Linked DNA regions of Sus scrofa: region 1 is linked to region 2. A link is a contact called in public HiChIP or PLAC-seq data. All regions are on one chromosome and are shown on one strand. The core of a region is the stretch at or near the end of the contact, and the rest is flanking DNA. Distances in the headings are between cores, read along the strand shown.

The links. HiChIP or PLAC-seq counts read pairs in DNA pulled down with a chosen protein or histone mark.
Region 1: an H3K27ac HiChIP or PLAC-seq map of skeletal muscle shows a contact between it and region 2. The contact joins two enhancer-like sites. A contact is called at or near these places in 5 of 47 Hi-C or Micro-C datasets (embryonic fibroblasts, heart right ventricle, liver and 1 more) and 1 of 2 datasets of contacts at active chromatin or transcription factors (skeletal muscle).

What each region holds. Positions count from the first base shown.
Region 1 is chr1:188,392,443-188,398,158 of Sscrofa11.1, reverse strand. All of the region lies in intron 1 of DAAM1 (disheveled-associated activator of morphogenesis 1), which reads right to left. Among named protein-coding and RNA genes, the nearest start is that of DAAM1, 60 kb to the right of the region's middle. Within about 2 kb of position 3,603, at least 38 of the 83 cell types and tissues checked have an H3K27ac peak or open chromatin away from gene starts, as enhancers often do. A contact at or near this core is called in skeletal muscle, where this site is marked.
Region 2 is chr1:188,274,223-188,279,964 of Sscrofa11.1, reverse strand. No RefSeq gene overlaps it. Among named protein-coding and RNA genes, the nearest start is that of DAAM1, 58 kb to the left of the region's middle. Within about 2 kb of position 2,289, at least 8 of the 83 cell types and tissues checked have an H3K27ac peak or open chromatin away from gene starts, as enhancers often do. A contact at or near this core is called in skeletal muscle, where this site is marked.

The sequences.
Region 1 (5,716 bases), core at 2,354-4,853, 120 kb before region 2:
AAAAAAAAATTAAGTAAACTAAAACACAATTTCTGATTGGTTAGTGTTACAGCAGATGCAAGAAGAAAAAGAAATGGTGAATGGTGGAAGGGGACAGCTATTTTATGTAGTAGTAGTAGTAGTAGTAGAAGTAGTAGTGGTGGTGGTGGTGGTATCCTTTTAGAGCTGCACCCTTGACACATGAAAGTTCCCAGGCTAGGGGTCGAGTTGGAGCTGCAGCTACCGGCCTACACCATAGCTAGAGCAACATGGGATCTGAGCTGCATCTGTGACCTACATCGCAACTCACAGTAACACCAGATCCTTGACCCACTGAGCAGGGCCAGGGATCGAACCCTCATCCTCATGGATACTAGCTGGGTTCATTACCACTGAACAACGACAGGAACTCAAGGACAGCTACTTTAGATGGTGTGATCAGAGAGGGGTGATTTGTGTCCTGATGCACAGATAGGACCCAGTCTGCAAGTTGTCAGGGTAGAGAGGCTTCCAGGAGTGAGTCCACAAGCCCAGGGCAGATGGGGAACTTGGCATGTTTGATTGGGGAGAAAGACCGGTGAGGCTGGAGCACAGTGAGTAAGGGGAGTGTTGTTAAGAGAGCTGAGGCTGGAGGGGGCAGGGCCCAAACCCCAGGGCCTCATACACAGGGTGAAGAGTCTGGGATTTATTCTCAGCACGTTATAAATCCGACTGTATCACTCAGCTCTGTAGTGTCTCCTGGATATAGTCCAACTTCCCAGCATGGACCACCAGACCCTTCACGGCCTGCCCTTTCTGCCTTTATTTTCTACCCTCTTTTCCCACCCTCCACCCCACACCACACACACACACACACACACGCACACGTCTGAGGCAGCAGTCACACTTCTGAGCCCATCTCTCCACAGTCCCCTTAGCCCAGGGCACGCTTTTCCTTCTTTACCTGACCATTTTCCACTCACCAGTCAAGACCCCCCTCAAAAACTGCTGCTTTTATGAGCCTTCAATTTCCCAGAGGAGGTCACATATTTCTTTCCACACTTTTAGTAGTGTCATATACATAGCTGAGCGTTTTTCAGTTTTCTGGGTTTTTTTAAATTCCTGTCTGTTTCCCCTACTAAACAATGAGATCCCAAGGACAGGGACCAAGTTTCATTTAGTCACTGGCACACAGTATGTTCACAGTAAATGTCTGTTGAAGGCAAAGGCACAAGTGAACAGACGGTCTCATCTCTGAACTTGGAGATGGTGTGACTGGGTGTTCTTCCCACAGTTGCCTGGAGATCTGTTTTTCACAACTGCCAAAATATTTGAAGGCAGTCAGATCACCAAGTACTCTTTAGCCACATGTCAAGGTTTCTGATGTTGACAGTAGCTTTACAAACAGGCTCATCCTCAGGGTACCTGCAGCTTTCCTAGAGAAAGAAATTTCTTTTTGGACAGACTAGCTGGTGCTTGGTTTTCTACCCATCCTCAAGTAAGCTCCACTGGAAAGAGACCCACTGACAGAATCTTTTAGACATTTTCCCGACTCCTTATATTTAGTGAATACTTTTCCTAAGATGTATTCACTTACTCAGCTATCCTACCGGGGCCTCCTCAATAGGCCAGGCTCAGTGTTAGGTGCTACAGAAAGAGATGAAGAAAACTCACAACTAGGTGCGACATTCAGGGGGCAGTGAGGTTGTCTTTGGTCCAATGAAGAAGAAATGTATAGTTACTGAAACCAGGGGCCTGTGTTTCCATGTCTTGGCCCCATTTTAATCAGATCAGCCTGAGGGAAACGACGAATTCCACCATGACAGCTGGGCCCTCAACCAGGAAGCACCTTCTCATCTCAGCTCCCGGCACTGGTGCCAAGAGGAAGAAGTCACTTCTGGGACATCCAAGATGCAATCGGTCTATAATATTACAGATGACTATTCCTAGGCCGTGCACAAGGAAGCAATTAAAAAGCTACTTAAGATTCTGGAGCAGGTGCAATTTGCAAAGAATAAGAAATTTAACCCATCTGTGGCCTAGCTCAGAGTCATTTGCACTGCTCTTTACCAAAATAAACAAAATTCTCAAAGTGATAAGAGTCAAAAAAGGACGTCCAAATTTTCAGGAATGTTGATGATTATGATGATTAAAAAAATTAACTGGAGAACAAAAATAGTCCACAAGAAAACCCCTCTTTAATACTTAGCTTTTGATAATGCCAAGTTACAATATGTGCATGATATGCAAAGTTCATTCTCCACAAAGCTTCGTACAATCAGTACCTGGCATATGGGATAACTTTAAGGTCATGTTAAGATAGATTTGCACTGATACATACATCATTCTAAGAGGCTCATCAGGAACTTAGGCCACACATTTATAGGACGGCTGTCCAGACTAAGGGATTCGCTCACTGGCCACGTTACCAAAGTTTTCCTCTAACCAAAGGAGGTATAGAGAAAACAGCTTACATGCTGGAGAAAGGGAAAGAAGGAGACGGTGAGTTAAACAGTTGAGCATTTCTGCATGGACCACAAAGTGCAGTGGGGCCCAAATATGTTGTGCCCCACGTCTATTATTTTAATGTTGACAGCATTTCACATTGCATCCTCCAATTATAATTTCACCACTAAAATACTGTCATTGTTGCTTTATTATCAATTTCTCTGGAATTTCTGAAACAACGTCACAGACACAAAAAAGAAGGATAGGAAAGAAAATTATGCCACAAGAGCAACTTGAAAGAGAAAGACTGGGGGAACCCTGAGTTTTAATCACCAAACCTATTGTTTTCAGAGCTACAATTTACTTCATGTTTTGCCTTTTTCCAAAGGGCCGTGGCATATGATTTGGGTTTCAACAACATGTTACTGTGAACCCAAATTCTCTTATCAAGAAGAATGTGAAAGGAAAAAATTGCTTTGCTTCTTTCCTTGGCCATCTCTCTCCCCTCTCACATTCCTCATGTCTGGTTTCATTTCCCAAGCACACCAGATGCCAAATACTATTTGGAGTTTTAAAAACTGATGGGATGCAGTCTAAAGGCTGTAGGAGAAGCATTTGAAAGGGAATGCGTTTTCCCCGTAAGTTTCAACATCCTTTCCATCAGGAAACGGAAAGGGCATTTCTCAGTAAGTGTGTCCAGTGGAGGGATAGCCCTTCCCATACACTTGGTCACCAAAGGATGTTCTAATAGAGCACTTCTTGGGGTGGCTCCTGGAAATTCATCCAGTGGGTCTTTTCAACACAGTGACTGTTCTTTTAGTTATCTATCTATCTATCTTTTTAGGGCCACGCCAGTGCATATGGAAGTTCCCAGGCTAGACACCACAGCCACAGTAATGCAGGATCCAAGAGGCATCTGCGACCTCACAGCTCACCGCAATGTTAGATCCTTAATCCACTGAGTGAGGCCAGGGATTGAACCTGCATCCTCACGGATACTAGCAGGGTTCGTTACCACGAGCCAGAACAGGAACTCCTGCAGAGACTTTTCCAATGCAAGAGAACAGTGAGGGCATGCCACCATCAACAGGGACACTAAAACCCAAACATTCAAAAGAGCTACTGGCACCCGGAAACACTTCCTGCTCCACTGTCTAAGCAGGGCAGCAGAAGCAAAGTACACTCCCTCCCCTAGTGTTTGCCTGCATCATCGCAGGCCAGGGTTGGGGGGCAGGGGAGGGGGGGCTGCAAAGTGGAAGCCAGAATCAGCCCCTTCCTTTCCCACTTCCTCCCAAGATAAGGGAGGAAGGAACCCAAGTGGAGTCCATGCACACCCTTGAGCCAGAACAAGCCTTCGCCAGCACATAATTAACAGACTTGTTCCAGGCCACAGACCCTGCCAGAAAATAGCCCCTCCTCACATAAAGAGCAGAGGAGGGGGCCTCTGGGTCTTCACCCTGAAAAGCTGGCAACAGCAGTTCTGTCATGACTCAGTACTTTTGCTGTGGGTTTAGGCATAAATCCCTAAAGCCAATATAACACAGTTCTCGGGAGTCAGGACGTTTGTGCTGATCATGTGACAGAAACCAGTGTGGAAGCCAGGACATCTCGTCTAGATCATCTGGGAGAAGAGCCAAACCAAGTGTCACTGGAGCTCCCCAGCAAAGCATGGCCACACCAGGGGGCCTGTGCCCTCAGCCTGCTGACCTGTGGCTGGTCTCTGAACAAAGTCAATAAACAAATTTAAACCCAAGCTGAAAGAAATGCAAATAATTTTCCCGTTTGGGTTTCTAACTCCCTACCTTAGGGATCCACTCAAATTCTATAATGACAAATTGAAATGTGTGGGTTACACAAACATAAGAAGCCACAACTCAATGGCCAGCTTTGTCACATCAAAGCTCTCACTCTCCCAAGAGGCCAAGTTTTGTCCTTTAACAAATATGTAAAAGAACCGCAACTTTCCTTGGATGATGTTCAAAGAATGGACCAATTGAGTATTACTTATTGTTCCCCTGAAAATTTTATTAAATTTAAGTATGTTTTAAAATACTGAAAGAAGATGTTCTGAGTTACATAAGTATTTTCAAATAAATACTTTTCTCCTTATTTGGGAATGGGGGTTGTGGGGGAGAGTGGTGACTTTCCTGAATCACCTAGCAACTCTTTCAGGAAGGATATGACAGTAGGACATCACAGCCACCAGAAGAGTCACTGTACATTGTAAGACACTAGCAATCAAATCACCCATAGTCTACCTGCGCTGGTCCTCTGCTGACCCACCTGATATAACACCTAAAACTAGAATCCTCACCACTACTGATCAATGTGGTGCCTCTTAAACTGTCTCCCCACCAACATGACCACGATTTAGGTACTTAAGGTTTTAGATATTGCCAAACAAGCTGCCAACTCTTTGGTGCCGTTCACACAGAAAATTCAAATGACATTAAAAAGATAATGTCTAAAAAGAAACACACTAGTAAGCATTTTTTGGAAGCTCCTTATAACTGAATTCATTCTGGCAAATTCTGAGAGAGAAGAGGGTGAACAGATACATATAGTTGACCCTTGAACAACAAGGGGGTGAGGTATTCTGATTCTCTCTGTAGCCAAAAATCCACATATAACTTCTAGTCAGTTCCTCCTATATCCATGGTTCTGCATCCAAAAATTCAACCAACTGCAGATCGCTTAGTAGGACTGCAGCACTCACTGTTGAAAGAATCTGCAGAGAAGTGGACTTGCTCAGTTCAAACCCATGTTGTTCAAGGGCCAAGTGTATTTGGATTGAACAACTGTGTTTTCCAAATGTTAGAGCCAAGTTTAGTGTGATGGAAGATAAACAGGGGTACTCTAGGCCAAGGCCTCACGACACATACTCCTGGTAATGCAGAAGTCCCTCTCTCCAGGGAGGCCACAAGAGTGGTCCCCTGGGAAAGTGAGCACTGCTACTGACCCTCACAGCCACTAATCAGATGCTGTTCAGTCTCCTCCCTTCTCAAAAAGTACAACTACATTTTACCACCAAGGCCAAGTTGGTATAATTTTAATTTCTCCACAGGCCTCTACAAATAATACTGAGGCCTGACATCTCAGGGAAACTACAGTTCTCTGGACTGAAAATAAAGAAACAAACACTGGCCCAGAGGGATTTGTATGTTCATGGTTACTGAAAGCAAATCTTAAAACTATCTGATTACCTTCCTCTTTTCAGTTCTTCTAGCTACTTTTATGCCAAGATTACTTTATTGTAATTGCAACAAGAGAAAATAAAACAAAAGACCCAGCAGAAAAAAAAAATTCTGGG
Region 2 (5,742 bases), core at 1,040-3,539:
AATGCTGTTTTTGTTTCATTGAGAAGCCACAACATGTATGGTCTCTGCCTGACAATCAGAGACAAAAACAAATTGTGATAAAAAATATTTAATTTTTTATATTACAATGAGTCAACCTGACATGGAGTCAAGGGACTGGTCCTGAAGAGTGACAATCACATTTACTGCATTCCAGAGCCAAAAATGCTTTGCAGCCTCTGCCTGCAAGTGCTTCTTCATGTAAACCCCAAGTCTTTGCAGATCCATATGCAACCTTTAAAGATAATCTATACCTCAGCTGGTTCCTAAGCCTCAAAATCACTGCCCACAGACAAAAGCATAATTTAGGAAAGAAACTCTCATAAAAATACACAGATGAAATATAGGTTGAACAGGGTGTGTAATTACTGGTACATTACTGATCATTACCGGTGCATTAGGACTTTGCTCTGATTAAAGAGATACTAAATCTTCAAGGAATTAAATAATTTTTAAAAGGCCAAGTGACAGTTAATGATGGATTTCTAAGTCCCACTAGGAAAAACTAAAAAGTGCATTTATGTGGGAGGTAATTTTTTGAGTTTCTCGAAAGACAGGATAAACACTATCATTTTTGGTTCAAATGCGGAGATTGAATAACAAGTAAATCTTTGGTAAACCCCTTGCAGTCTGGAATTGGCTCAGAAAAAGCAGAAAGGAGAATTCAGCAAAGCCACAAGGATGAGAGCTGTTGGCTGATAAGATGACAACCCCCAAAGTATAGCTGCTGAAGAGATTTATGTGCAAACCTCAGACCACTTGTATTAAGTGATGGGCCCTCAGCATATGCTACCAATCAATTGTTTGTATCCTGTCTGCTGACTTCTTTTAAAGTTAACATCGTTTTTACGTTCGTGTTTGTTATTTCCCCCAACCTTTTATTTTGAAAACATTCAAAACTAGAGAAATGTGGAAAGGATAGTAGGATAAACACCCTTATACCATTCACCTGGATTTGTGGCTTGCTAATGTTTTATCACATTTGTGATACATTTGTGTCTTCTTTGTGTACCTCTCCCCCAGCTATTTGCAAGTAAGTTGCCGCCCCATGTACCTCCCCAAAGCCAGAATGTTCTAGCACAGAAACAATCACCATGCCATTATCACACACCAGGAATTTACCGTGGTTATAAAAATAGTATTTGATTACACAGAACATACTTACAATTTCCACATTGTTCCCAAAATGTCCTTTATAGCTCTTTTGTTTCCGATCTCAGTCCCATCAAGAATAATGGATTATATTTGGTTGTCTTTGTCTCCTTAAATCTAGAACGAGGGTCAGCATTTTCTGTAAAAGATTGGACATAAATACAAATGTTTATATGTAATATAACATATTAGGATGATAACATAAACATTTTAGGCTTTGCAGTTCATACTATTTCTTCCCCAATTATAGCTTCATTGTTGGAGTGCCAAAACAGCCATAGGCGGTACATAAAGGAATGGATGTGGTGATTTTAATAAAATCTTATTTATGGATACCAAATTTTGAAATTCATATAATATTCACATACACAAAGTATATTACTTTTTCTTTTGTTCCTTTTCAACCATTTAAAAATATACAAACCATTCACAGCTCACAGGTTGCAAAAACTGTATGTGACAGGATTTGGACCAGGGATCATAATTTGCTGACTTAATATTTAAAGCAATTCCCTGCCTTTTTTTTTTCTTTTTTTTTTTTTTTTTTGGCTGCTCCTGTGGCATGCAGAAGTTCCCAGGCCAGGATTGAACCTGAGCCTCAGCAGTAACAACACTGGATCCTTAACCTGCTGAGCCACCAAGGAACTCCAACTGCATTTTTCTTTTTTTTAAGCAAACATTTTATTGAAGTATGTGGAAATACATAAAATTTTAAGTGGACTGACCGCTTCATGATGTTTCACAAAGTGAACACACTCACTAAATAAACTCAGAATAAGAAATACCTATGACTTTATTTAAAAAACAAACAAACAATAAAACACTTGTTGGTGTCGCATCTGATGACCTACGAATGGTTAGCACTGGATCCAAGTGTGCAATTATAGATTACTTCTAGAAATGTCTTTGACTGTTATCAGAGTCCCTATACTCTGTCTCCACAACAAGGAGAGCTGCAGTGATCCAAATGTTTCAGTCTTGACAATTAACCTGCCTATTGGGCCAGCCCAGCCAAGCCTCACTTTTGGAGCTATTTCAGAGGGCATGATGACTCCTGTAGTTTCCTTTAACTGCTTACACTCTTGGCCAGCTCTCTCCCAGCAATGTGGATCAGCTCCGAGGGAGGGTGCCCAGGCAGGAAGTTACTATTTTAAGAACAAGCTCAGCCAAAGGTAGACAGCAGAAGAACCCACAGTCTGTCAGGAATGGGCTAAATGCAATTCACTTCTGTCAGAAACTGGCTGTGATGATTTGAAACCAGGACAGAGTCATGAGGGAAGGAAGCCATGGCTCCTGAGGGCTTAACTGGCTGACAAGACCACTCAAGACAATTGCAGTGTCCTGTTTGCTATATTTTATTTGCCATGGGGTGCAAAAATCTCTTGGCTTGGTAAAAACAGAACTTGACCAGGCTCTTTTAGACAGGGGAGTGGTGATGAGTGACTCATGGGATCTCCTTCTGAAACAGAAATAAGCTGCCCCACAAGTTCCCTCTGGTAGGTCCCAGATTTCCTATTTAGCCTGGGCATTTTAAGTCTGTTTACAGTGTTTCTAGGGATTATTCTCAGTATGAAGAGGGGGTTAATGCTTTCTTTCGGGACACAGAGCCTAGCATCAGTTGCATCTTCTCTGAAGATGGCAGAATTGGGTGGATGCTGGTTTAGGAAATCTGTCTTAATGTGAGAGATGTACAAATACATGATGGTCCAAACTTGAGCCTCAGCACGTGGGCTCAGTTACTCAGTTTTATACAAGCAAATTTGTTTGCAGAAGCTTAATCCCAAGGCTGGGTCCACTGCGGGACTTTAATAATCCCCTAGAGGATCTCACACTCACATTCCAAAATAAAGACTGCATTTGAGAGGCTCGAATTCAACACCAAAGAATTGATCAGACTAGGGACCCAGTTTCTCTTCTGAGGTTCTCAAGCTCTTCGTTTTTCCTTCTACTCTCTGACCTAATTTTATCTTTATCTCTAGCACCTGCCCCCCCAACCCCAAGCTATTTTCATTTGGCTGAAAGAATTTAATTTTTTTTTTGTCTTTTTAGGGCCACTCCTGTGGTATATGGAGGTTCCCAGGCTAGGGGTCTAATCAGAGATGTAGCTGCTAGCCTATGCTCAGCCACAGCAATGTGGGATCTGAGCCTCATTTGTGACCTACATCACAGCTCACGGCAACGCTGGAACCTTAAGTCACTGAGCGAGGCCAGGGATCAAAACTGTGTCCTCATGGATGCTAGTCAGATTTGTTTCTGCTGAGCCATAAAGGGAACTCCACATTTAATTATTAAGCTCTTCAATTTTGTCAAGATTTTTTTTAATGTTCACATTCCCAATAATAAAATGGCACAGTTAAACTAAACAAAATGGCAGAGGATCTTTAATAGAGAAGAGAAACCAATCAGATATAATGTATCAGGGAATTCTGGTTTGGAAAGGAAAAACAAAGATGCGATGAATCCTGGTAGCTTTTTCTTTTTATTTATCACAGAGCAACAAGATGATGGCCTTTCTTCTTTTCATTTATGATAGGGCAGAGTTATGGTTGTTAAGTAAATCCCATTCTCTGGCTTTCCCACTAAGCTCACGTTTCTAGCTCAAAGCATCATAAATAACCAATGAAGAAAAATACTGCCTAAACATTGAGATGATTTGCATAAAAGTCCACATTAAAAATGCATGATGGGTATAAGGACTTAATTTTAGCCACAGTGCAGTTTCTGTGTTTTGCTGCGGTCATATTTTTCTTTGCATTTTCTGTCTTAGCTATTTAACTTTGAAGCCCACTGAAGATGAAAAATGGGCATTTATGGAGCAGGCGCATATGGCTTTAGCGGTTCAGTTGCTGACCTGGCATTTTGCCCTCTGTAGCGTCAGCCATTGCCTTCTCAACCACGAGCTCTAACTAGCAAAACGATCTCAAGAGGTGGTGGAGAGAAGATAGAGAAGTAGATGTTCAGTGACGGTGTGCAATTTGACTATGTTATTTCTCTTGCCCGTAAATAGTCTAGCACACAACTTATTGCTCCTGCTACCCCAGCTATGTGAATTCTAGAGATATGCAAAGTTGTGCCAGAGACACTCACAGAGATTAACAAGCTTTCTGAGTCAGGACCTAGTAAGGCAGAGGCAGTGCTTGTATCATGACTTTCATTTCACTGAAACCACATAAGAGCCTTAACATGACAGACAGAAGGACCCAGAACAGGTAGTTAATTGCAATTATTGCTGCTGTTGTTGAAGCAAACTGAGGAGCTTCTGGTTAATTGTTTTTTTTTTTTTTTTTCTTTTTACAACCACATCTGCAGCATATGGAAGTTCCCAGGTTAGGGGTCTGCAGCTGCTGGTCTAAGCCACAGGCACAGCAATGCCAGATCCAAGCTGTGTCTGCAACCAACACCTGATCCGTAACCTGTTGGCTGAGGCCAGGGGATTGAGCCTGCATCCTCACGGACACTGTATCGGGTTCTTTATTTTTTTTTTCCTAGGGCCATACCTGCGGCTTAAGGAGTTTCCCAGGCTGTAGCCACTGGCCTATGCCACAGCCACAGTAATGTGAGATCAAGCCGTGACTGTGAACTACACCTCAGCTCATGGCAATGACGCATCCTTAACCCACTGCGCGAGGCCAGGGATCGAACCTGTGTCCTCATGGATCCTAGTTGGGTTCATTAACCACTGAGTCATGAAAGGAAATCCTGTGCTGGGCTCTTAATCCACTGAACCACAATGGGAACTCCTGGTTAATTATTTTTCTTTGTCCTAACTTGCTAGTAAATGTCCTGAGATGGTTAAAGTTGGGACTATAAGCAATGTAAGTCCTTAAGTTTTTTTTTTTTTTTTTTTTTTTAGTTTCAAATTCTTGGCTACATGTGGGTAGACTGCTGAGGTTTCTGTGGGAAATATCATGTTGGCCTTGGGAGGACTGCAAGGCTCAAGCAGGGCGTAATCCAGGACCTTGGAGTTTGGAGCTGTTTGGCTGTCTGGGAAGAAGGGTTGAGAAAAGTTCCCTTTATTTCCACTGGGAAGGGGCCATTCCAAGACCTATTTTCTTTCCTTCCAGCACCGAAAATGTAAAGGGCTGAGATACAAGTCAATCAAGTGAAAGTAGTAAAGAAAATATGCCCATGGTAGGCTGAGGATAAAGACCCTCCAGTTAGATGGGAAGTGGTAAGTTTAAGGTCTCTGAGGAGAGGAGATCCAGGAGCATCTAGTTAGATTGAGGCCATGCCTTTGAAAGAGAAATTCTGATGATTTTATGCATATAGTTCTTCCAAAGTATACTCCAAATTTCTTAAGGTTGAGGCCTCTGCTTCTCTCTGTCTTCCACGTACCACTTTCAGCAGGGAATCTTCCACACTGCAGTGGTTCAAGAGACGTCTACAGATGTATATGCTACTTAGACAAATATTCCTACTGTGTTTTGCCTCTGTGTGTATTTTGAATAAAACTGTGATGGTGCACTTTGAAGTAGAGCTAAGTTGCATTCTGTTCTGTACAGAATGTATATGAATTGGGTATAAAATGGGTCAAGAAACAGCCAAGCCTAGTTTGTATCCTTAGATTCCAGA